Linked DNA regions of Gossypium hirsutum: regions 2, 3, 4, 5 and 6 are each linked to region 1. The links are chromatin contacts, called in public Hi-C maps. All regions are on one chromosome and are shown on one strand. Each heading gives the region's core, a stretch centred on a gene start, on an enhancer-like site or on the middle of the called end of the contact. The rest is flanking DNA. Distances are from core to core; before and after follow the strand shown. Region 1 holds the start of LOC107913275 (formamidase-like). Region 2 has its middle 35 kb from the start of LOC107913272. Region 3 holds the start of LOC107913278 (BTB/POZ domain-containing protein NPY5). Region 4 has its middle 29 kb from the start of LOC121223873. Region 5 holds the start of LOC107913277 (probable N-acetyltransferase HLS1). Region 6 holds the start of LOC107913273 (LOB domain-containing protein 38).

Evidence for each region. A called contact is a pair of places that touch in the nucleus more often than the background predicts.
Region 2: a contact with region 1 is called in a Hi-C map of leaf, with 6 times the contacts expected there. The contact joins the enhancer-like site here to the promoter of LOC107913275 in region 1. A contact is called at or near these places in 16 of 34 Hi-C or Micro-C datasets (anther, callus, fibers and 3 more).
Region 3: a Hi-C map of leaf shows a contact between it and region 1, with 3 times the contacts expected there. The contact joins the promoter of LOC107913278 here to the promoter of LOC107913275 in region 1. A contact is called at or near these places in 8 of 34 Hi-C or Micro-C datasets (callus, fibers, hypocotyl and 2 more).
Region 4: a Hi-C map of leaf shows a contact between it and region 1, with 2.2 times the contacts expected there. The contact joins the enhancer-like site here to the promoter of LOC107913275 in region 1. A contact is called at or near these places in 6 of 34 Hi-C or Micro-C datasets (all in leaf).
Region 5: a contact with region 1 is called in a Hi-C map of leaf, with 3 times the contacts expected there. The contact joins the promoter of LOC107913277 here to the promoter of LOC107913275 in region 1. A contact is called at or near these places in 8 of 34 Hi-C or Micro-C datasets (hypocotyl and leaf).
Region 6: a contact with region 1 is called in a Hi-C map of leaf, with 3 times the contacts expected there. The contact joins the promoter of LOC107913273 here to the promoter of LOC107913275 in region 1. A contact is called at or near these places in 13 of 34 Hi-C or Micro-C datasets (anther, callus, hypocotyl and 3 more).

Annotation. Positions count from the first base shown.
Region 1 is chrD11:27,963,353-27,967,753 of Gossypium_hirsutum_v2.1, forward strand. It overlaps LOC107913275 (formamidase-like), which reads left to right and starts at 2,124. Exons shown (of 9, transcript XM_016841808.2): 1 at 2,124-2,265; 2 at 2,604-2,809; 3 at 2,811-2,831; 4 at 2,966-3,203; 5 at 3,296-3,486; 6 at 3,646-3,881; 7 at 3,976-4,219; 8 at 4,314-4,401. The coding sequence starts at 2,612.
Region 2 is chrD11:27,709,351-27,713,751 of Gossypium_hirsutum_v2.1, forward strand. No RefSeq gene overlaps it. Among protein-coding and RNA genes, the nearest start is that of LOC107913272, 35 kb to the left of the region's middle. Within about 2 kb of position 2,326, at least 2 of the 9 cell types and tissues checked have an H3K27ac peak or open chromatin away from gene starts, as enhancers often do. A contact at or near this core is called in hypocotyl and leaf, where this site is marked.
Region 3 is chrD11:28,179,670-28,184,070 of Gossypium_hirsutum_v2.1, forward strand. It overlaps LOC107913278 (BTB/POZ domain-containing protein NPY5), which reads right to left and starts at 2,169. Exons shown (of 5, transcript XM_016841817.2): 1 at 2,034-2,169.
Region 4 is chrD11:27,766,330-27,770,730 of Gossypium_hirsutum_v2.1, forward strand. No RefSeq gene overlaps it. Among protein-coding and RNA genes, the nearest start is that of LOC121223873, 29 kb to the right of the region's middle. Within about 2 kb of position 2,537, at least 3 of the 9 cell types and tissues checked have an H3K27ac peak or open chromatin away from gene starts, as enhancers often do. A contact at or near this core is called in leaf, where this site is marked.
Region 5 is chrD11:28,136,845-28,141,245 of Gossypium_hirsutum_v2.1, forward strand. LOC107913277 (probable N-acetyltransferase HLS1) reads left to right here and starts at 2,387. Exons shown (of 3, transcript XM_016841810.2): 1 at 2,387-2,772; 2 at 2,915-3,090; 3 at 3,187-4,250. The coding sequence starts at 2,593. The coding sequence ends at 4,054. LOC121223058 (a long non-coding RNA gene) reads right to left here and starts at 1,774. Exons shown (of 2, transcript XR_005920403.1): 1 at 1,487-1,774; 2 at 559-1,404.
Region 6 is chrD11:27,831,218-27,835,618 of Gossypium_hirsutum_v2.1, forward strand. LOC107913273 (LOB domain-containing protein 38) reads right to left here and starts at 1,941. Exons shown (of 2, transcript XM_016841807.2): 1 at 1,478-1,941; 2 at 504-1,380. The coding sequence starts at 1,661. The coding sequence ends at 866.

The DNA of each region.
Region 1 (4,401 bases), core at 874-3,373:
TCCTGGTTATGAATCGACCTCATTGATCACCAAATGTTCTTAAGTTCTTTGGTTGTTACCCCTTTTTCAGCGTAACCTATTAAATGAAATATTTAACTACTGGTTTCGCAAGTTCAATTGTCTTTCTGGTGACACCACAGTTCACCGGCTAACCCATTAAACTTGGGGTGTTACACACAAAATATTATATCGGGATAATATTTTGTGAACATTTCGAGTAGACCTCCACCTACCGTAAATTTCGGATGACCAAAATTTGATTCGATTGAGAAAAATTGAAAAAAAATACGAACTTCGAGTTAATCGAATCAAGTAATTCGAGTTTTGATTTCGAATCGAGTTAAATTTTACAATTTGAATAATCCGAATAACAGATTAGTATAAATACTCTTTCGGTACTCGTCAATTTTGAAAATTACCAAATTAGTCTCAAAATAATGACAAAAAATTCAAAATAATATTATTTTTAAAACTCAAATGTTTATAACAATTCTAAAATTTATATTTTCCACTAAATATAAATATTATAAAAAATTTCTAAAGAATATATAAAAATGTTAAAAAGTAAAAAAACCTAAAATAATATTTTTGGGACCTAAACTCTAAACTCCAAAAATCCTTACAAACCTTAAACAAAAACCCCTTAAAATCCCTAAACCTTAACCCTAAAAAACTTAAAAAAAACCCTAAATGAACCATGAAGAGAAAAAGAAAATACGTCCAGCTGGATATGCTTTGCTGCCCGAGCAGAAAAGCGCATTTAGCTGGAGGCGTTTTCTTGCCAAATTCGTTGAAAACGCGTTCAGCTAGGCGCATTTTTCTTCTCTCTCTCCATAATCGACTTAATCCAGTAAATTTTAAAAAAGCCGGCCTAATCTAATCATATTTCTAAAATTCAGTATTTTTAGGTAATTCACCCCTTTTTATCTCCCTATCCTATCTTTATCTTTTTCTTCTCTCTTTCAAGATAAGTCTTTCTTTTTTCTTTTTTAACTTCCTAGCTACGTCTTTAATTTTCATAACTCAACATTTTTATAACTCAAAAATGCCTTCAATCAAACCCAAAATGACGAAAGAAACCAAAGTAGTTTCCTATAACCAAACATCTTTATAACTCAAAAATGGCTCGTCTTCCCTGGAAAACCCATCTACGAAAGTCAAAAAGGGTAAGGGAGCCTCGTACTAGGCCCATTTCAAACCGGTCCTTGTTCGGAATCTAGAGAGCAGCCCATTCTTTTAAACTGATGTCTTCATCGCCTCAAATCTTCCATATTCATTGCTGAGCACTTAAAAGCATAACTATTGCCCCAATTTCAGCTCCATTTTATGACTCTATTCTTGGCTATGTAGAGATTTTACTTTGATTTTGAAATAAAGACTTGAAAGATTTTTAGTGTTTTTAAGTTTAGGATTTAGGAAATTTCATCTAGAATTGGGACTTGAGTTTTAAATTGTGTATAAAGTTTCACAAATAAGATTTTAGGATTTTAAGGTTAAAATTTGAATGAGTTATCGTATTAATACAAATTTTTTACATAATCTATACAAATTTAATTTGAGTGGATTCTTATAAATTATTTTACATTCTGGTTTTGTGCAGATGAATTATATTTTTAGTTTGAGAATATTTTTTCTATTAAGTAAAAGAATTGAGAGCATGAGAGTCAAAGTGGGGTTGTTATTTTATTTATTTTGAACAATTTTAACTTAAAAGAATAAAAGGTAAAAAAACAATCCAAGCGTTGGGTTGGTTCATTTAAGAAATATAATCAACCATCATGTTTTTGATAAAGGATTGGATGGTTCTGTCAAATATACCATGTATTGAAGCAAACCTGAGTCAGATACCACTTGCATTCACTTCCGTGATTCCACCAAATAGCCATCTAATAACTGTTACTTTGTCCTAGAAGAAAATCCAAGGTAAGTTGTGAAGTCAGTTCCAAGTGGTCCATCCATCAAAACAAAAATATCCCAACTCTCAACCCATAGCTATCCAAAATGAAGGGTTTCGGGACCTATTGTTTGTAATTCAAGACATGAGCCATGGCTCACTATGGTGCAAAGGTAGTGGTGCCTATAGACCTGAAGAAAAAGCCATGGGAACAAAAACATCCCCTCCACAACCGGTGGCACCCCGACATACCAGTTGTTGCAGAGGTTAAAGATGGAGAGGTTTTCAGAGTTGAAATGGTGGATTTCAGTGGAGGTGGAATAACAAGTGACTACTCTGCCGAAGATGTCAAGCATGCTGATCAATCTATTGTGAGTTTCTACCTCCATCTTTTGCCTCCTCACTTTCCTTTCTTTCAACTTCTACTGCAACATAAAGCTGTTCCTATAATTTTTCTTAATCGTTTTTCAAGTAAACAATAACTTCCAGTGTTTCTTATTGGCAATTTTAATCAAACCCTGTTGTCTAGTTAGTGAACCTTGGTATTTCAGTCTAGTAAAACCAAAATGGGACCATTGGAAAAATGGTCGAACCCATTTGTCAGCAAGTAGAGTATTGGTCAAGACTCAAGAGTCAATACTTGCTTCAATGGGTGACATTTGGCAAGACTGAAACAAATATCTCAACAATCTCCCTATTTTCCCCAAAGCTTAATCCATGGCTCCTCCAACTCCAAGACTAGTGGTGTCAGTAGATTTGAAGAAGAAGCCATGGGAACAAGCTCTACCTCTTCACAATCGTTGGCACCCTGAAATCCCTCCGGTTGCCCATGTTAAGGTCAGTGAGGTCTTTAGAGTAGAAATGGTAGACTGGACTGGAAGTGTCATAAAAGATGATGATTCTGCAGCTGATGTCCAAATTTATAGACCTCTCCACTGTAAGTAAACAAACTCCATTATCTGAGACAGGGAAAAAAGAAATAAGCTAAATATAACATCTTATGTCAGATAAATAATCTTTGAATTGAACTTACTGGTTATGATAAAAAAAAATATTATGCAAATGATACAGGTTCATTATCTGAGTGGGCCTATAAGAGTTGTAGACAAGAAGGAGACACCTGCCATGCCAGGTGATCTTCTTGCAGTGGAAATATGTAACCTGGGTCCTTTACCGGGTGATGAATGGGGTTATACAGCAACTTTTGACAGAGAAAATGGAGGAGGGTTTTTGACGGACCATTTTCCATGTGCAACAAAAGCTATTTGGTATTTTGAAGGAATCTATGCCTACTCTCCTCATATACCGGGTGCAATTTCCATTAATTCCCACTAGTTATAAGCTGTCAAAATGCTTCCCTTTGTTTATATTGTCATTTAAAAAGGTTCATATGAATTGCAGGGGTGAGATTTCCGGGGTTGACTCATCCGGGAATAATTGGAACGGCACCATCAATGGAACTTCTGAATATATGGAATGAAAGAGAAAGAGAAGTAGAAGAAAATGGCCACAAGTCCCTAAAACTATGTGAAGTTTTGCATTCACGACCATTGGCAAACCTTCCTTCAACCAAAGGCTGCCATTTGGGGAAGGTATAGTTTACATCAGTTTGCTTGATCAGTAGCTTAATGTCTGCTGCCTTCGTGTTTGAGATTCAACTGCAATTAGTAGGCCACGATATGCTACTTAGATGCAATTTTCAACCAGAGAGTGATAATACCATAATGTACTGTAATGACGACAATGTGTAGATAAAAAAGGGGACTGCTGAATGGGAAAAGATTGCTAAGGAGGCTGCGAGGACTATTCCAGGAAGAGAAAATGGTGGAAATTGTGACATAAAAAACCTTAGTAGAGGTTCTAAAATATATCTTCCCGTGTTTGTTGAAGGAGCTAACCTTAGCACCGGTGACATGCATTTCTCTCAAGGTGATGGTGAAGTCTCATTCTGTGGAGCAATTGAGATGAGTGGTTTTCTTGAGCTTAAGTGAGTTTCAATTTTCATCGCACCGGAAATTTAGTAATTCTCAGAGTTGTTGCATATATTTAATTGCTTTCATAACTGGTACCTGGTTTAATAGGTGTGAAATTATAAGAGGTGGAATGAAAGAGTACCTTACTCCAATGGGGCCAACCCCTCTTCATGTAAATCCGATCTTTGAGATCGGACCAGTGGAACCGAGATTCTCGGAATGGTTGGTTTTTGAGGGAATAAGCGTGGATGAGAGTGGAAGGCAACATTTCCTTGATGCAAGTGTTGCATATAAACGTGCAGTGCTCAATGCTATCGACTACCTCTCCAAGTTCGGGTACTCGAAAGAACAGGTATGTATGTTCCCTCAATATTGAATAATAAAGAAATATATCACCTATGGTTAAACCATTACTGATCCGAACGGAACAACGGTGCTCTCATCAGGTTTACCTTCTTCTATCCTGCTGCCCTTGTGAAGGAAGGATCTCCGGAATTGTAGATGCACCAAATGCTGTTGCAACTCTTGCAATTC
Region 2 (4,401 bases), core at 1,076-3,575, 250 kb before region 1:
ATGTTACTTAAATTACATGAAAATTCCAATTACTTAATTTAATCAATACATACAATCAAATTATTAATTAGTTTAAGTTAGACTTGCCACATGGAACTGACCTACATGCAGCTCAAGTTTATAGCCTTTTCAACAGTTTTTAAAAGTTTATGTATAGGTGTGCGCAAAGTTTGACAAATGAAAGTACAAAACACACTATATGTGACAAGTTTGACAAATGAAAGTACAGTGAGGAAGGACAAAGATATTATAAATTCCCCTATGATTTGATTTTTCTGCCTACTATTTTACGTGCTACATGTTGATGATATATATTATTTAGCCCCTTAATTTTATAAAAAAATATTTTAATTTTCTATCTTTTTAATATTTAAATTTATATTTTTTATCAAACTATCTTAAATAGATAAAAAAAATTAACGTTTTTTTAATTTTACTGACATGTGGATGACACATCAACGTTTAATTAATTTTTTTTTAAAATTTTAAAATATTATAAAAATTATTTTTAAAAATTTAGAATTATTAAAATTATTAAAAGGTATAAAAATTATAAGAAAATATATTTTTAATAATTTTATATTTTAAAAAATTAATTAAATGCTGACATGTCATTTATATGACAATTCACATGTATGTCACATCATCAAAGTTAATAGACGTTAACTTTTCTATCTAATTCAGGGTGATTTGACAAAAGAATATAAGTTTAATGATTAAAAGAGATGAAAAATTAAATTGAAGGCTAAAATATTTTTTTTTGTAAATTTGGAGAGCTAAAACATTCATTAAGCATATTATTTAATATAATTTGTTGGTACTTATTTAAAAATTATATTAGATAATTCTTTATTTTGATATTAATTTATGATAAAATTAGTAAAAATGTTATCATATTATATCAAAAACACCTGAATTATTATGGATATTATCAAAATTAATTATACCATACTTACCGAATTATATAAAAATTAAGGAAATCATATAAGGTTGCTAAGATCATATAATAATGAAATTATATAAGATTATTCTTAAAATATATTATTATTATTCGATTTAATAATTTTAAAATTATAAATAATTTAGGAATAATATAAAAATCTTATTGAAGGCCTTCAAAAATCTATCAAATGATGTTAATTACACAAAAATACTTACAAACCTGTTACGTACACATCATCATGCTTTGGAATAGAAATCTATATCTTTTCGCTCTATCCTTCCTTTATTTAACTCATTAAAAATTTCATTTTTGGTACATCAGTGATACAGTTTTAAACTTGATGAATCAAGTTAAAGATTTATTTTTTATTATTAGCATTTTTAGTGTGAAAATTTCATATTTAAAATATAAAAAGAAAAAAAATATTTTTATATTAATATAATTTTTTTCAAATATATAAAGGTATTTTTGTAAATTCCTTTAATGAGTTGGTGTCCAGCTGATTAATGACACCAATTCAGTCAAGAGTTTAAATAATTATATAAATATTTAAGTACAAATAACTTAGGTGAAACAATTTGTTTAATAAAATTGAAATGTATAACAATATTAAAAAAAAATTTAATTGAAGTGGTAAAAAAAGTTTTTATAGATAAGGTGGTAAGAATTCACATCTTTAACATTCATAACTTTTTTTATTAATTTTTTTAAAAGGTATATTTGGGCCTCCAACTTTACAAAAAAAAATCATTATAATCCTCCATTTAATTTTTCACTTTTTTAATCCTTAAACTTACGTTGTTTGTCAAATCACTCAAAATGGATGAAAAAGTTAACATTTATTAACTTTGCTGATGTGCCCACGTCGATTGTCATGTGGATGCCACGTCAACAATTAATTAATTTTTTAAAATTTAAAAAAATTAAAATATTGAAAAGTATAAACAATATAAAAAATATTTTTTATTCTTAAAAATTAATTAATTGCTTACGTGGTATACATGTTGCAATCTATATATATGTCACATCAATAAAATTAACAAACATGAATTTTTCTATCAATTTTGAGATTATTTGATAAATAATATTAATTTAAGGGTTAAAACATACGAAAATTTTAAATAAAAAGTTAAAATATATAGATTTTTTTTTGTAAAGTTGAAGGTTTTAAATAAAAGAAAAAGCTTGTATAATCTTACCAACCTAACCCGGGGAATCTAAAATTGTCATATCTCATAAAATTTTTAATAAATATATAAAATTAAAAGAAAAAACAATAAAATGTGTGATGAGAGTAGGGCCACAAAATTATTGTTCATGGTTTAGCGCTGCCCATAAGAGTTAAAGCATATGATAGCCCACATTTACAGTAAGCCCGGAAATGTTTTGCGACTACCAGGCCTGTTTTAAACTTTGAATAAGCTCATTTCAGATGCTCATTACTATACTACTCATGAACAGTAAAAAACTGTAATTTCGTTTTATATTTTTCACCGACTATGATTTGTAGCTGTAAACTACTTCATTCATAAATTTACTTGACTTTCAAGTTGATTGACATAAAGTTTAGGGTATGATGTTTGTGTTTATAAATTTTTCTAATGGGATTTTTGGTAGAATTAATTTATTTTTAAATTTATTTAAAATTTGTCATTTAATTTTGGAATAATTCTATTGAGTATATTTTGTTATCGTGTTGTGTTTTAATTATTTTGTTATGTTGTATGCATAATTTTATTATGCCAAAAAATGTTAAATTCTAATTGACAATATTCCATAACTCCTCAATTATCTCGTGTGCCATTGCCGTCAAAACTGTTTTCAAGGTAATACATATTATATAAATTTTAATAATTTGCTTTAATTTTGACACATATATTTATAGGTAAACTATAAAAATAATTTATTTCTTATTTTTATCTAAATTTATATTTTGGCCACTAATATTTTAATTATGACAATTTGGACACTAATATTATCAATTTATAACAAATTGGTCATTGTGCCATTATTCACCTTTAAAGGTGTGATGAAAATCACACGCGACATAAATTGTATCATTAGATGTTGATATGTCATTCATGTTAATGTCACATAATTAAATTGCACCACAGGTTTCAAAGTAACCCAAAATAATTTTTTTAAAAGGCACAATTAAAAATCGAAAACCTTAACCTTTGATTAATTTTTTAAGCACTTAAACAAGCGGCCATAAAAAAAATTATAATAAAATTCAAAACTAAATTTTATAAAACCAAACTTAAAATTAAAATTTTTAAACATATATCATGATCCACATAAATTTATATCAAAACATCCAAAAAAATTAAATATATATAGCAATAAACTAAAATTAATTGGACAAAAAAAATATAATTGTAACGATAAAACAAATCTGATTGAGTCTATTGACAAATTTAGAGCTATTCTCAGAGTATGATTCACAAATAATATACTCCATAGCAAAATTATATAATGTGGCACATATAATCCTGTATGAGCACTATAAAGAGAACAATGTCCCTATATAATATCTCAAAAATGTCAATGACCGACTTGCCTTTGGCATGGACAATATATATATATATATAGCCATAAGCTTTTATGATAAATTGATGCACTAACCTGAATCTAAGTCAACCCCCATGATCTTCGACTTAAATAACTAAAGCAAGAAGTCGCGGTGCATATCTCAAAAATCATTTGTTCATTTATAATAAGAACAAACACGAAAGAAATCAAACAAATGTTCATTCCAATTATATTGATTTAAATCCTTAAAAATTGAATCCATAAATAATCAAAATTTATATATTTTATCATGAATCTAAAAGATTTATCATATTTATAATGGAAATATTAAATCATAACATAAAACTCATAAAATCTAAGAACAAATCATGCATTCCAAAAGATAATATATATATTCTTAATAGCTCGATATGACGAGGCTTGGATGTTACTTGTTGGTATCGTGAAGTTTTGATCTAAAATTTAATAAATCAGGATCTATCATGTCACATCATCATAAATAAAAATTAGATGAAAAAACATACATGAATCCATTGATATTTTGAAATATTCAAGTCTTATGGTTTTAATCTTTCAAATTAACATATAAATATTTTAGAGAAGGCGACTCTCTATTTTCTCAAAATGAAATGTAAGAAAATTTACATATGTGCAATTTATGATCATATCTCTAATATATAACTTTTGTACTTTAACCTTAATTTCTAACCAATCCATAAACATTTCACTTTCCTAAATAAGCATAAACTCTAAACCTTTCAAATGATCTGTAACAACCCGTTTTCAGTGAAATTAGAATAGTGGTTTCGAGATCACAAATCCAAGACCGGAAGCCATTTAGTGGAGTTAGTAGATAAGGATGACTATTCATCATTGGTAAATTAAGAAAAGAAAAGGATTAAACTGGAAAGATGAAAAATAAAGAT
Region 3 (4,401 bases), core at 919-3,418, 220 kb after region 1:
CCCAAGACACCACTATAAGGGAAACCTCCACTAACTAAGATCCTCAAAAATTTCAATTTCAACCACAGGAAGGATGGATCAAAAGAAAACCATGTGCATTTTCTAGTCTGACCGAATCTTTTCACACAAAATGAGGTCAAATGAGGGTAGAAATGAATAAATGGAGATTTAAGATTGATTTTACAAAGTGGTCACTTGACTATGAAGAGACCCCCCCAAAAGAAAATGGGTTGCTTCCTCAGTTGTTAACACAAACCAAGGACTCCGGGATGCAAAGATTAGCTAAGGAGACATAGTGAACACATGGTCTCTAACATATATAATTCTCAAAGCCAAAAACAAACCCACTTGCTTATAACTGACACCACCGCCCTTTCCCTTATTTGTTTAATCTTATTCTCTTTGTTTTTCTACTTTCAATGGATATCTCTCTCTCTCTCTCTCTCTCTCTCACACTACACTGCCATGAACTTTTTTTCTGGTCCACAAAATGAAAAAAAAAATCTCTATACCCCAAAACCCAGAATGCACATTCCTTTACAACTCTTGTATTAAGGAAACTCTAACCTTTTACTCCTATGCTTAAGGTAGAAAACCTGCAAGGAAAGAGACATCATTTCTCGGTATGAGTTGAAGAAAACAACTTAGTGGACATGGAGCATCATTTTTTGGAGGTTTCTAAAAGGGAAAAGAATAAAAAATAAATAAAAATTTACTCAAATAATCAAGTCCAAGAATATTGCTCTAAAAGTGGAGAGCTGAAACGGGTAAATTGATCACAAATCAAAATTCAGGAAATAGTTTATACTTTCATCAAAATAAAGCACTAACAACTGAACCACAAAGAACATCTCCCCTTGGTTGTTTTAAGAGTGAAACAATGAGGGAACTTTATAAAGACTCGAAAACACAAAAAGTGGGATGATCAACAAGATCATATCTTCACTTGTGAAATTAATTCCTTTGAGGTAAAGAAAAAGAAGAAAACCAAAAGAAAAAAGGACTAAAAATAAACCTCAAACTGAAAGAAAACAAAGTGGTTGATTCAACAATAGGCCACCTCAAAAAAACCATACAGAAGAAGAGGAGAAGATGTGGAGCATTAGAATCTAAGCCTACCTTGGAGGGGTCACTAGAAAAGAGCCTTATATGTCCCAAAGCAGCTCCCTTTACTATTATTGCCCTTCCAAGTACCAAGAATCCAACATCAATATATCATTAACAGTCAAAGAGTAAGCAGGATGTTAACTGTCCACTGCAGTGCATGAAGCAACCGCTATTATCCTTTTAGCCACAACACCAAATAAACACCAAAACGAAAAAACAAGAAAACCAAACCCCACATAGCATAAAAACTACCCGACCAAAAATCACATCAAAAAGAGGAGCTGGTCCTCATCTTTTGACACCCATCACTTCCCTCTATCCCTTCTATTTAACATTTTCCCACAAAAAGCCAAATCTCAGAATGTTCCCACTCATCTCCTTTGAATCAGCACCACCACTCCCCACCGCCACCACTACAAAAATCCTTACCCTCTTATCCCACATATATTCTGATTTCAACCCCCACCAGGCCACCACGCTTCACTCCAAAACAAAACCCCAAACACTCTATTTAAATATCTATTAAATAAAAACCCAAGCTTCACCCTCTTCCTTTTCGGGTTTTGCAAAAAAATATGTGAACTTCTTTATAATTAACCTTTGCAAAGCCAGAAACTTTGATTAAAGAAAAAACAAGGGGACCCCCACCTCCACCAAAGTGATGAATTTCAATGGTTTTTTTGTATTTTGGTACTTGGATTCACTGTCTTACATTTTTAGTGTAAGTTTAAACAAATGGTATACACGATTAATATAAAAATAACGATAATAATAAAATTAAAAAATCTTATTAATATTATAACGTGAAAAAGAAAATAAACTTACCACACTTAATTACCTATCTAAACTTATCTTACAATGAAAATTACATGCCAACTCTGACAATAATAACTTTAGTGCTCCCTTAATCAAATACAAAAACTGACCTTCACTTGGTTTTAGTGTCCATGAATACCATCGCCTGTTTAACCCTATTGCATAACACCCCTTCCATCCCCCCATCTCTTCCTTTGATAATAATGCCATCCATCTCATTTTTTTTTCTTTATAGTTAGTTCTTTTGTCCAAAGCCCACTAACTTTAAAATATAAATATATATTGATTTTAGTATATATATATTTTACTATAAAAATCATAAAATATTTAAGCATGAAAATGACGTAACTTTAAGACCATACAAGGAAAAATAAGATTATAGACATTCAACGTCATTTTTTAAAAGTAGTATAAAATAAAATATTTTGAAGTAAATTAAAATAAAATAGAAGTTAAATAATGATGGTAAAGACCTCTCTAGTCCCCTTTAATTTTAATATTAAATAAATTAGTACCTCTTAAAAAAATTAAAGTAATTTAATCGTTGTTAATTTTAAAAGTGAGCAATTAAAGACACTTAATTAAGGTGTTTATGCTTTTTTCAATTTTAAATGAATTTGATTTGTATCATAACAAAGCTAGCTCTCATATTTTACACATTTTATCATTTGGTCATGGTTTTAGTCTATAATATTTTTATAAATATGTAAATGTTAAGGCTAAATTTGTTATATATTTTTAAAATCAAGACTAAATTATTAAAATATGTAAATATTGAGAGATAAATGGACGAAAAGTATACATAATTGACGAAAGGAAATAACCATTTAATTAATTATTCTTCATTGTCATTTTCAAAATTAACTATATAATTTTTTTAGAGAGATTAATTTGGTTGATTTAGAAATTGACAACCATTGGAGAGTTTTTTTACCGAATATTATAGCAGCAGCTACATTTATTTTTTATTGTGATATTGTGGAATGGGCCTGGTCCCCTCTCAGGGTTTCACGTGGCTTTGTTCACCAAAAAAGACTACAAAATCGTAAAGAAATTGTTTCTTACCGAAACACATGGGGTTTATGAGGTGTAAATATACCCAAAAAATGTTGTCTGAGAATTACTTCTTTAACGTTTTTACTTAATAAGATTTCGTAATTTGAGATAATAATAAAAAAAAAGAAGCCAGATATTAACTTCAAAAATTAAATTTGATATATATTTTTTCTTAAACAATAATTATATATATAGCAGATGCACTGGTAAAAATAATCCTCTCGTATTGCCCATATTTAATCATTCCTATAGAGATTTAAGAAATCATACAAGAAGAAAGTACTAGAAACAATCTAGCTATGAATACATTTATGTAATCTGCTTGTTTACTTTTATAAATAAATAAAAATTATATATATCAATTGGATTAAAATTAATTTTTTTAATAACTCATTTTCCTTCGATAAACTCTCCCCGTGAATTGAATTTATTTTATAAGTGAAGAGGTAAATGATGTCCAAAAGATGTAAAAAAAAATGTTGGCATGACTCCACTCGTTCACAATCATAACAAGATTTAGGCTTAAATCATAATGATAATAATAAGCTCATTACTTAAATAAATATAGTAGCTCATCACTTAATATTATATATATTGAGTGTTGCTAAAGGCCTAGTGGACAAAATGTGATCACAGTTTTTTTCCCTTATCCAATCTTTTTATTTCCCTTACCTCACAAGTCACATGCATTGCTCCACTCAATGCTTTTCTGGCTAAAAATGTAACTTAAAACATGAAAATTGCTTGGATTTTTATCATAGTATTGGTATTTACTTTACCATATTCTTTCAATAATTCAATAAGAAAATTCATACATTTTTTTATAAATTTTAAAATTGCAAAAACCTTAATATTATCATTAAATCAAATACTCCTTTTAGACTTTTCAGTACGCACATTTGATTGCAAGTTTCTCGCTGGAAAAAAAAAACAGAATCTAATCAATCCATCAATGTGGGATTTGATTCTTGAAGAAATGTTGGGACTCTTTAAGTGAATATATCCGACACAAAATTTGGGTGACAAGAAAATAAATCTTTTGAAAGATTTTATTAATAAAGAAATGGTGGAAAAATATTAGTCACCTCAAATCACTTTTGTTTTTTGGTATTTGTTTTCTTTTAAATGTAAAACAGTCCAAATTTAAACCTACTGAAATAAATAGAATCCATGCATGATCAAATCTTTGAAGCCTCAAACATCTCATCACTTTTAAACATCAAACAGTCCAAAAAACAAAAAACAGAAGTCTCAGCTTTGAACAGTGGAGGAGTCAAGTAGGTAAGAGCCTCTAGTGAAATGACATATCAATAATGTTTGGCATTAAGAACAATGCAGAATATTAGAATTCATGAAAATTCATGCAAGCACAGCCAATTTTGGCGATGTGCCCACTTGAAGAGGAAAGGCAGAATTGTTGAT
Region 4 (4,401 bases), core at 1,287-3,786, 200 kb before region 1:
ATCCATATTAACAAGAAATTACAAAATTACCCTACTATTTTAACTTTTTCACAACTTAGTCCTTAAGCCCACAACTTGAAAATTCTCCATTTTCTACCCAAAATATGCTAGCCGATTTTTCCCTATATTCATATTAATCCACATTTTTCCTCATTTTACAAAATATACATGAATTTACCATTTAAATAAATTAACCCCTAAACTTTAAATTCTCTAAAAAAAATCACCTAACAAAACATGTTCATCTAACAATCAAAATTAATAATTTATCAACCAACATCAAAACACAATCAAACTCAACTATGGCAAGTCCCTCAACCTTTAATAATTTTGCAAATTCACCCCCCGGGGCTAAGTAAATTAAGCTAAAATGAGCTCAAAAACATAAAAATAATTATAAACGGGATTTAAAAACTCCCCATGCACACAAGCAATACTTGGCCGAATGCTTTTCTCCTTAACAATGGAGGAATCGGTTTTGGCTACGGTCTTTAGAGAAGATGATACAAATTAATCTTTTCAAGAAAAAACCACGAGCAGAAGAGAAAAAAATTCACTAGTGTTGAAAATCGAATGATACAAGAGGAGTTTCGACTACATCTATTTAAAGGTTGAAAAACCTTATTCTAATCAAAGTTAAATAAAGGAAGTATAGTTCTATACAGATTCTTTAACAAGAATTTAGGTCACACAACCCTAACATCTTTAAAGATACAAAAATGATTTTCAAATTAAAAATTAGCAATATCAAAAATTAAATTAAAAGATTTCACTTATACATCTAAAGGATAAAAACCATGATTATTGAAAATAGATAGAATTGATCGAATCGAGAATCGTTCAGGAGTTAGGGAATGATCAATTAGTTTAGGAACCGATGTGAACCACAGTTAAACCACAAACTATCAACCAGATGAACCAGCTAAAAAACTAATTAAACCAATTTTTTATGTTTTGGACCAAAAATCCTTGACCAAAACCCAAAATAAAATCCTTTTTGCCAAATCCTTTGAAGCTCTTTTTTGAAGACACTTATGGCTCATTTGGTTACTAATGTAATAACATGAAGAAAAAAAATATTTAGTATTTGTGTATTACAGTAGTTAGTATAAAATAAAAAATATTAGTATAAATTTAAACTTAAAATTAAAAATATAAATAATAACTCTTGTAAAAAGAATGAGACTTCTATTTTTCCTTCTCTATATTAAAAATAAATCATAAAAATAATTAAATATTACTAATTGAATTAATTTATTACTAACCCCATAAACAAAAATATGCGTTAAGGATAGTGAATAGCTACTCTTCTTACCCCCACTCTGTCAAATAAAATGTACAGCACTGAAATTCAAACGAAAAAGACTAGTGAAAGTTTGAGATGAACGGTGAATTTCTCATAGTTTAAGTGAAAAAAGAGAGAGAGAGTACAAGACAAATAGAGGAATATTGGGAAGCGAAAAAAGGTTGAAAGTGAGGGATAATGATAAATTTTTAGGCGTTTTTGTTTTATCTTATTTTCTGGTATGGGTTTAAAATAGATGGGCTTGTGATATATAAAGTGAAAATTTGATCTGATTTTTTAAGGGTTTTTTTAATTTTACAAGCTGAGTTAGAAATTTATCACATGTTTTACTTTTAAATTTTTTATTATTCCTTACATATGTTTGATATCACCTTAAACCTTGTTTATAATTTTTTTAAAAATTTTAGCGACAATATATAAAATATTTTTCTTCTTTTAAAACTGTTTTTTAATTATTGGTTTTGATATTATTAAAAAGATTACACCAATAAATAAAAAATGAAACAAATTAGACCCCAAAACATTTATATTCACACGATTTTCTTTATTCGATAAACCGATAAATGTGGGTGAAGGAGGGAAACTGATTGGGAGCTGACACGATTCACGTGCAGGAAAACATTCTTCAACGTCAGCAGAAACCGATGTTCCTGACCGGTCTATTATAAACTAATAAAAAAGCAGGTCATATTTATTGATTAATAAAATATCATATCCTTATAAATCCAGCTGGTTCAGACTAAACCGAACAGATGATATGACCATTAGAAAGGCCTGATGCATCCCCCAAGGTTTTTGGGGACAAACTTTCTGAGTCAACTATCTCAAGCAAGCTATTCCCCACCTGGCCCCAAATCCAACCTATTTTAATTTCTTTTTAAAGAATTTAGTATTTAGGCAATAAGCGGTATGAAAACTAAAACAAATTATTAAAATAATTATAAAGTATACTCTTAATAAAAAAAAGAACAAATTTCACAAGATATTTTTTATATTTTTAAATATAATTGAAGTTAATCATTATGTTGTATCTTTTAAAAATGTATTACAGTTGAAGTTGTGAAACTTTGATAAGTGATGTTGGAATTTCGTGTAAGTGTGAATTTTTTTAAATTTATGCATATCTTTAAATATATACAAATGTGATGTGATTCTCTATAATAGTTGGTAGGGCAAAGGTGTCACGTGAAGTCCAGGTGTGATCAACATTATTGGCCCCTCCTATTTGACACCTCTTATCAGAAGAAGACGATGGTCCAATGATCCATAAACGCAGAGCGCTACCCTTCCCTTATCACCTATACTATCACCCCTTTCTATTCTTTTTATCATTTACATGAAAACCAAAGTTCTAAGTTTACCCTGTGAATCAGAGTTGCCCTTTCCAACCAACAAAAAATGTGACACTTAATTATAGGATTAAACCAACATCAATGGATACAAATATTTTGCATAATTTGAAAATCTTACAAGCATGAAGTAGAAAAACCAAATATTGAAATTAATATGAGTCAATTTCAGAAATTATAAAATAGCAACGTCACCTCCATCCACTTTCAGGTACGACACAGAGCTGAGCTGCCCCAACTTGGCTGCCAACTTGCAAACCTCTTTTCTATCTTTAACAATTATGTGCTGCATTTTTCTTTCTTTCTTTTTTGTTGATGGGAGTTTTTTTATTCAACACATTAAAAGGCCATTGCCATTGATTTTCTTTCTTTATTTCTTTTTTAATTGCATGTTGAATTTTTATATATATCGTCTTTTTAAAGTTTTTATATTTAAATAAAATAATTAAAATAAAATTTACTCTTCCTATTTCAAATTACCATGCAATTATCAACAAAATAAAAGAACGATGATTGTTAACATCCAATTGATAAGGTTCAAACCCTTTTAATGTAATTTTTCCTTGCTCAAATTTCAACTTAACTTTGTAGCAAGAAGTAATTAAAAACATATATATAGTTTATTTTTTATTTAATGATTTGATATGGTGCTAACTCATTTTATTAGTTTAACAATTTTTTTTAAAATTCTAAATATATATAACTAATGAAAATTTTCATTTAAGTCACTGAACTATTTAAAATTTTTTATTTAAGTCACTGTGCTATTATTTTTTTTAAAAGTCCAGCTAGCGAGGTCTAAGCGATAATTCGAAGATTGGTACGATGTATCAACATCCATTGATGAGCAAATGAATATACCTTAGATCTAAGTCAATCTGGAGGTCAGTGCCGAAAATTGAAAAATAAATTGTTTGGAATTTGGTTTGTAAATTTATGACATTCAAAGCCATTTTGATTGGTGTAAGCGATGTAAATAAAAAATGTCATATAATAACAATTTTAACAACCCAATGATATAAATGAAAACTCTCGAATAATTTAATAATTATTTTATAAAATTTAAAAATTAAATAATTAAAATATAAATGGGTAAACTACAAAAATAGTCACTTTTGTTTACCTCAAATTACATTTTAGTCACTTATGTTTAAAATGTTACATTTTAGTCACTTATGTTATCGTTTTATTACGAAGCGGTCACACTACTGTTAAAATTTGTTACCTCCCTAACGGAAGTCATATGTGGCAGTCCAAATGAGTTTTAAATGCCAACTTGAATGTCTAGTTGTTGGGATGAAAATAGGCTTTTAATTAAATAAAATTTAATTTGGACTGTTACGTAGGACATCCAAGTTGACAATTAAAACTCATTTGGACTGCCACGTAGGACCGACGTTAGGGAGGTAACAGAGCTTAACGATAGAGTGATCACTTCGTAACAAAACGATAACGTAAGTGACTAAAATGTAATCTGAGACAAACAAAATTGACTATTTTTGTAGTTTATCCAATATAAATTTATTAATAATTTAATTATCATTAGTTTACCTTAAAAAAAAAAACAGGGAGAAGTGCTTGGACCCGCGATAAAAGCTGTGGGTTTTCTAATTGAGTAATATCCATTAATTTAAAATCAATGTATCTGTATTGGGTCTGCATCAGCACCAAGAAGCTTGGAGTTTGCGGTGGTTAGCTAAATTCAATAAAGGGTAGGGGGGCGGTGGTGAAATCCGCGTCACACCT
Region 5 (4,401 bases), core at 1,137-3,636, 170 kb after region 1:
TTTACACTTTTAATTTTACACTACTGGAAGTGGATCTCTTCTTATATTTTATGTTATTATTTAAGAGTTTTGTTAAATTATTGTCATCCATCAAACGAGTTGTAATCTAGTTGTGAAATTATAAAATTTGAATTCAAACCATTATAATTTTACCAAGTAAAGTAATATTTAATTAATTTATCAAACTTTATGAAATTACTACATATCTTTTTCATTTATATCATAAATATGTTGCAACCTAATAGGCATAAATATTATAATTCAATAGAAAAATGCTCATAATTTTGACTATGAACTATTATGAGTACGATGATGGATGTACCATAGATGTAAGAGAGAATGAATGATTAAAATGAAAAGGTAAAGTCAAAATTTAAAGACAAATAATTACAACATCAATTTACACATTCTATCCATTTTATATATTTGAAGTCAAAGGTTTTTTACATGTTATTTTGTGAAATTTTATACAATTTTTAGATTGTTTAGAATAAAAACCAAAATAATATAATATATAAATATTAAAAATTAATTTATTATTGGATAAGTTATATCATATGTCACTAAACTTTAATTAATTTTTAATTATTTTAACTGAAATTTTAAAACTTGAAAAGATACTATTAATATTTTCGGATGATTACAAAATATCATTAAACCGTTTACTGATAACGGAAACCGTTTACTGGTAACGGAAAAATGATTTGACTTTATTTTAATACTAAAAATTATTTCCTTTCTTTTTTAATATTAAATTTTTTCTTTTTCCTGTTCCTCTTCTTCTTCTTCGCATTTCCCTTCCCTAGCCAACCCTAGTTGCCACTGGTTTCACCACCATCGATGGCTTTCATCGGCTGTTCTCTTCATGCTGCTCTTACGCACCATCCCATGCCATTTTGTGCCTAACGCATTGAGTCCACCGACCTCCTCCTCCTTTTTCATCTCTCTTAAACAAAGTTCAGTCTTTTTATTATTATTATTTTTCTAATTTCAAAGAAAACAAACAAAATTAGCCAATCAAGTAAAAAAGCAAAATTAATTGATGTTTTTGATTCATTGGGTCTGGGTTGCCCAAAGGGTGTGATATGGTGGCAGCTACTGCACTCCCTGTCGCTTTTCCAGAAAAGCTAAAGAGGAAATTAAAGATAAAATCATAAAAAAATAAAAAAAAATTTATGGAGATCTAAAACAACAAAAAAAGAAAATCAAGAAGACAGAGTCTTTAAAAACAACAAAAACATTTTGAATGAACTTTTTTCTTCAAAGAAACGTCATGCTTCATCTAGAGTGAAAAAGAGAGAAAAGAGACGAAAAATGGAAACAAATAGAGAAGAAAAGGCTAACATGTAGTAACCAAAAAGAACCTTAAATATGAGTTGCATAATGCTTCCATGTTTTCTTTCCCTACCGTAACAAAAAACAAATTAGAAACTTTGCAATAATAATAAAAAAAAAGCACATAGAACTCCACCCATTAGTTATACACCTTCTTCCTCGGGGTTGTCTTTCATATGCTGAAGTCAATCATATTCTCTTCATTTTCAAGCTTAAATGTTGAAAAAGAAAAAAAACTTCAAACTTTGATAGGATTAAGGGTTGGGGCTAGGCTTATCGAAATCAAGGGATAGTCTTGGGAGATCCACCGGTGGGTTCGATGTCCGAGGAAGCCACTGGCGATGGTGGAATCGGTGGCGGATAGGGTTTACTGGAAAGGGAGATAAGATGGAAAGAAAGGAAGAAGAAGAAGAAGAAGAAAGGGAAAAGAGAGAAAATAAAATAAGGAAAAAAAGAAAAAAAATAAAAATTTAAAGTGATATAACTTGATAATATTAATGATATTTTTATAATAATGCGATAATGTTAGTAATATTTTTGTAAGTTTCGAAAATTCGATTATACAAATTAAAAATTAATTAAGATTTAGTGGGATATGGTGGAGTTTACGTTTTGTTATTATATCAATAATTAAAATGATGAAAATATTACTAGGATTAAATTATTTTGATAAGGATGATTTGAAGAAACTGAGAAAATATTTTTACCAAGTGGAAGAGAAATTAATCAAAAAGAAAACACTGAGCAGACCCCGCAGCCATAGCCGCCATTTCCACTTCCTCCCTTTTTTGTGATGATTAATAATATTCTTTTATTTACTGCTCCCATTTAAATTTATTTATGACAACATTTGTCACTAGTCTTAAAAGTGGGAGAAAGGGAAGATACATGGACAGACAAAAGAGAAGACAGAAGAAGAGAAAGGGACTTCAAAGCACTGAATTATTAAAAACAAAAAGGAAAGTGTTTGAGATTCTATTCTAGAGAGAGAGGGGGGGAGTAAATAAAAAGGCTTTTGTTTTTTTATAAAATAAAAATATTCCCCAATTCATTAGTATTTAAGAGGCAGCTTCAACCCGATTGTTTCTCCGTCGATGAACTTCTTCTCAGTATCTCCTCTTCCTCAAAAGCAAACCTAACATACAACAACCTCTGGTTTCCACAGACTTCCTAAGCTTTTTCTTCATTCGTGGTGTCTTGCAGAAGTGGTGTCCGTTGTTCTTTACTTGTGCAATTGAGAGTTAAAAAGGAAAAATCATGGGAGATGACAAGTGTGTTTTAGTAATAAGAGAGTTTGATCCGAGCAAGGATTTAACAAGTGTAGAAGAAGTTGAAAAAAGATGCGAGGTTGGTCCCAGCGGCAAACTCTCTCTCTTTACAGACCTCTTAGGCGACCCTATTTGCCGGGTCCGCCATTCCCCTGCTTTTCTCATGCTGGTACTGTATATGAAATCCCTCCTCCCTTTTGTCCCTTTTTTAAAAAAAAATTTAATCTCCATTACTAAATTCCACTATTTATCTACGTATAATAAATACAGCCTTTAACATTACTATTTTCTGCATCTTTGTAAACAAGCAGGTGGCTGAGTTAAGCTCCACAAAAGAAATAGTTGGGATGATTCGAGGTTGCATTAAAACCGTTACATGCGGCAAAAAGCTTTATCGCAATGGCAAAAGCAATCATCCCACTAAACCCTTCCCTGTATACACCAAACTCGCTTACATTTTAGGCCTTCGGGTCTCCCCTTCCCACCGGTATTTACTATAACTGCCCCAACAGATCATTTTTAGTTCGTTAATACATTAGTAAATGAATTATTTTGATTTCTTTGTTGGGTTTTTTATCCACAGGAGAATGGGAATTGGGTTAAAGCTGGTCCGTGGAATGGAAGATTGGTTTGTCCTAAACGGCGCTGAATATTCCTACTTAGCAACGGAAAACGACAACAAACCTTCTGTTAAGCTCTTCACTGATAAATGCGGTTACTCCAAGTTCCGTACTCCTTCTATTTTGGTTAACCCCGTTTTCGCTCATCAACTCCCCGTTTCCAATCGGGTCACTCTAATCAAGCTTCCGCCGTCCGACGCTGAGTTGCTATACCGCCGCCGGTTCTCCACCACCGAGTTCTTCCCTCGCGACATTGACTCGGTTCTTAATAATAGACTTAACATTGGAACCTTTTTGGCCGTGCCACGTGGAGGATGTTACACGCAAAAATCTTGGCCCGGGTCGGATAAGTTTTTATCAGACCCGCCAGAGTCGTGGGCTGTTTTGAGTGTTTGGAATAGCAAGGACGTGTTTAGGCTGGAAGTTCGAGGGGCGTCGAGGATGACGAAGGCGTTGGCTAAAACGACAAGGATCGTGGACAAGTTATTGCCGTTTTTTAGATTACCCTCGATCCCGGAAGTGTTTAGGCCGTTCGGTTTGCACTTTTTGTACGGATTGGGAGGGGAAGGTCCACGCGCGGCCAAGTTTGTGAATGCATTGTGTGCACACGCGCATAACTTGGCTAAACAAGGAGGGTGCAGTGTGGTGGCGACTGAGGTGGCGAATCTTGAGCCGTTGAAAATCGGGGTCCCACATTGGAAGAGTTTATCATGTGATCAAGATTTATGGTGTATCAAGCGACTCGGGGAAGACTACAGTGACGGGTCTGTCGGTGACTGGACTAAATCACCCCCTGGACTTTCCATATTTGTAGATCCCAGAGAATTCTAAAATCTAACCCACAAAGAAGAAAAATAGTAGTCACTCTCTCTCTCTCGTCTTTCTTTTACAAATAATTTTTGGGAAGATAAAAAGAGGGAATTAGAAGATATGGGTCTTTGTGTGAAAAGGAAAATGAATATCCTCTTCTTCTTGTTTTGGGCTGTAGATATGTTGGTTTTTAGTAAATGGGATGTGGCTTTAAAGATCCTGTAGTAGCCAAACAAAGCCTTAGTTTTAGAAGTGGGGTTGAATATCTTTTTAGAGAATTTTCCTTTTAGTTGTTCCAATGTTTAAAAACGGTTCTCTCGATAGGAATGAGAAGAACGTATAATCAGAACATACTTGAAATATAAATA
Region 6 (4,401 bases), core at 691-3,190, 130 kb before region 1:
TGCCACGTATTTTGCCTCACAAGATCAATTTTATCTTCCTACTTTTTAAGAGGAGAGGAGATGGATGGATGGGTCAATGCTTGAAACCAACTCCCTAGATTTGCTTGGAAGTTACATGTGCTGACTTCACTGATGATGAAATATATTTCGACCCTCAACTTGTAATTTGTCGGCCATCAATGGCTGCCTATAACATTAATAAATATATGGACTTGAATGCAATGGTACAAGAATTTAAAACTTCAATCCAAATATATATAACACTTCCCACAGATATTGAATTTAATATGAGCGTCATAGTTAAATATTAAAATTTGTGAATCACATAAATATATGGCCATTAAGAGTGGAAACATATGTTGAAGTCTTGGTTTTAATTAAAGAGTGGATGATGATTTAGATTAGAAATAAATAGTGGGGTATACTTGATAATTTCCTGACCAATCAGAAATTCTTAAAAAACAAAACAACTAAAGCATGATCTCTCATCTAAAATCATAAACTGGGAAAAATATAAGTCTGATTTATTCATGCCATGCATACATTCATGACTTAAACACAAAGATCATGAAAAGAGAAGGGTTACATAGTAGCCAAATAAAATTGATTTTAAAGGATCACCGACAGATTCTCATTTTTCTCTCTAATTTCACAGCTTTTAACACCAAAAAATAATCCCAAAAAAAAGTAAAAAAAAAGAGAGAAATCCCATGTGCCGGTAATACACAAACTCGCCGGAAAATTCATTTCCGGGGAAACCCCTCCCCAGAAGTATCCAAAAATAATCTAAACTGGTGGTAGTGGTAGAAATGAAGAATATTACATCGAAACTAGATCATTCCAAAAAGAAAAAAAACCCTCCTCTTCAAACAAACAACTTAAGTAATTTTTTATCAGTTCCTCTGCTGCCTTGCCCTTGTTGATCTGCAAAAACACTTTCGAAGCACGTCGTCGTCACAGATTCCTCCGAGTTCATAGAAGGAGTCCCTGGTCGACGATTATCGGTAACTCGCTTGCCCGAAAAGCTCGGGGTCAAGCCAAGATCTAGATCAGAGGGCTGTAGTTTCTTGAATTCTTCTTCGACTCTTTTACGCTTGGGTGAAACCCTGGATCTCGAATTTGAGAATCGACAGTTGGAGTTGAGATTCGTGGATGTCTCCCGCAATTTCCACATGTCCGTGCACGTGGCTTCGGACGCTTCGTCGGATGCTGGCGTCGGAGCCATGAATTCAGGCATGGAACGTAGAGATCCTCCTCGCAGGACGGTTTCCACCGCCGCTTGGCAAACGTGCCAGTTTCCGTTCCACAAAAGCCCCACGGCTCCGTTCACAGGGTTCACTGTTCTCCCACAAGCTTCGAACAACAGCGACTGGAATAAAGCTGATCCAAAGATTAAGAAGCAATTGGAGTCAGAATTTGGTATGAGAAACAATAAGAGAAGAAAAAAAGAGAGAAAAGATAGACGGCATGGGCATACCAGGGCGTTGAGATTCAGGAACGGCTGAAATAAAAGACATGAGACCAGCACGGCCGAAAAACTTGGCAACGAAAACAGTGGCGTGGCCTTGAGCTTCAGGGCTCTCAATCCATTGCAAACAAGGACGTAATATACAAGACTCACTGCATCCTTTCCGTAAGACTCGGCAGCCGTTGCAACTCATGATCGGACTCAAGATTCAAGACTTAACTCAACAACTATGTAGTACTACCTTTTTCCTGGCTTGGCATGAAAACCAATGTACTCTCTGAAACTTGGCTTCGCAGACAGGGTGGCTGGCTGGTGTTAACAATGGAGAAATGGAAGAGAGATAGAATAAGGGTGAAAAATGAGAGAGGAAGGAGGGTTTTAAAGGGAGGGGGGGGGGGCAGGGGAGAGTAAACCCAGGGGTTGAGTTGAGTTAGGGGGTTGGGTTAGTGGGGAGTAGTGGGTTTAGTGTGGGAACAGTTCCTTGGTATGGGGGGAAGTGAAGAGGTTATAGATTCCAAAGTCCTGGGCATGAGCGGCCCCGTGTTTCCGCGAATGCTTGTCGCTCCACCATTGGAAAATTTTCTTTTCTCTTTTACATAAGATTCCCCTACTTCCCAGTTTTAAGTTTTCTTATATTTAAATTTTTAAAAATAATTATCTGGTCAAATTTATTACAATTATTAAATTTATATTTTAGTCCAAATTATTAATATTTATAAAAAAATTTAAAGTTAATTACTGTAATTCTTATTTTAAATTGGTTCTTAAACGTTCTTAATCGAATTTCAATTCATCTATATACTTTTAATTAGGAAATGACTTTGGGATCTAGATAGTAATTATCCTATGGACTAAAATGGCTATTAAACCATTGTTTTCATATAGCTAGTGGATGGTAATATAAACGGTTTAAGGTTAAATTATTAATTAAAAATAGTTTAATTAAAGAATAAATTAAGGTTAATTAAGATTAAATAAGGATTAATATTAGTATATAAAGAAAACACTTAGTGGGAAGTTGTCATCTTCCTCCCCTAAGCCATCGAAACCATTAGAAAGAAAAAAAAAACTTTAACGTAGCATGAACATTCGACCACCATCTTCAAGTCACTAGCCATTTTTCTTGAATTTTTACGGAAACTGAATCATGAGAGCTTGATTTAGCTAGCCCATATATCAATTTGTTCAATTGTTGAAGTTTTGATAAGTTTCCATTGTTGAGATTTGGATTAATTAAGTGTGAAATTGATAGAAATTAAGCTTAGTTTATGAAAAGGACTAAATTGTAAAACTTAATTGTTAATTTTGTAGGGACCAAATTAAATAAAATGAATAAAATGTTATGAATTTTTAGTAGGAATAGAAATTAGGAGGTTCCTAATGAGTATATGTGAAACTAGATTCTAATCTGAAGTTTTAGATTGAAGGTTATGCTTATCCCAGGTTTAAAGACTAAATTGAATAAATTGTAAAATATGCTTGATATTCTATTTGATTGTGAATTGAATGAAAATTTATGTGTTATATGTTTTGTGATTATACGTAGCCAACGTCGATGTAAAACCTTCGAGAGGGAAAAGAAAAACGAAAGTTGTCAATGAGTGACTCGAAAATTCGGTTTGTATTTCTATGATTCGGGATCAATTTAGTTATTGCATATTCATGACATTTTACATTATATGGTATTGAAGTGAGTTTTCAGTGATTATTTAAATTGAATTGTTATGGCTGAGATTGAATATCAAGATAATGTCTAACTTGAATAGAATAAAAATTTCATGAATTAATTGATATGTGATAATTGGTGTGAATTTGTGCTGGAATATGCTATATAATATGATGAGTTGATGATAAATCAAGAATGGTTGAAAGTGAATTGATCTATATAATGAAATCAGAAATTTGGTTACCCTATTAGTTCTTTGGGTAGAGTCAGATATAGTCGGCATTAAGGGTGAGCGTTCGATTGAATTGAGTGAAATTTTTTTGAGTTAATCGAGTTGAAAAGTCTTATTTTATCTTCCTAACTCGATTTAAAAAATTTTCAAATCAAGTCGAGTGAAATGAAATTTGAGTCGAGTAGAGTCAAATCGAACCGAGTGAAATTGTTCGAGTTAAATAAAAAAATTAAACATGTTAACTTAAAATCTTGTTACAATATAATTAATTTCATGTTAGAGCACAAAATTTTGAAACCATATATATTTGAGAAATTTTTCAAAGCAAAATAATAAAAAATAAGATACTTTAGTATGATAAACCTGAATGATTAATTAACTTATTTAGGTCCCAAAAATATTATTTTAGAATATTTTTAAAATTTTAACTTTCTTTATATATATTTAAATTTTTTTGAAAATTATTTAGAATTTTTGAAAATCAATTTGAATTATTTTGTATTTTTTGTTGAGAGAGACCAATTCGCTTATTTCTAAAATTGGTAGGGACAAAGAGACTATTTACACTAATCTGTTATTCGAATTATTCAAGTTAATCAAATTATAAAATTTAACTTGACTCAAACTCAAAACTTGAATTACTTATTCGAGTTTACTCAAATAACTCGATTGGATGAACTCAAAATTCGATTTTTTTTCACTTTTTTTTAATCGAATTGAGTTTTTCTCACCCTAGTTGGCATGCCATAGGGTCAAGATATTGATTAGAAATCATCATTTCTCAGGAACTCCGGGTGGTAGATTGTGCATATAAAGTCATCGTTGCTGTAACACCCCATACATGACCCGGTCGCCAATCCGTTATTCAAATTATCGAGTTATTCGAATTACAAATTTTAACTCGACTCGAATTCGAAACTCAAATTACTTATCCGAGTTTACTTAAATAACTTTATTGGATGAACTCAAATTTTGATTTTTTTTCTAATTTTTTCGAATTGAATTGAGTTTTTCTCACCCCTATTTGGCATGCCA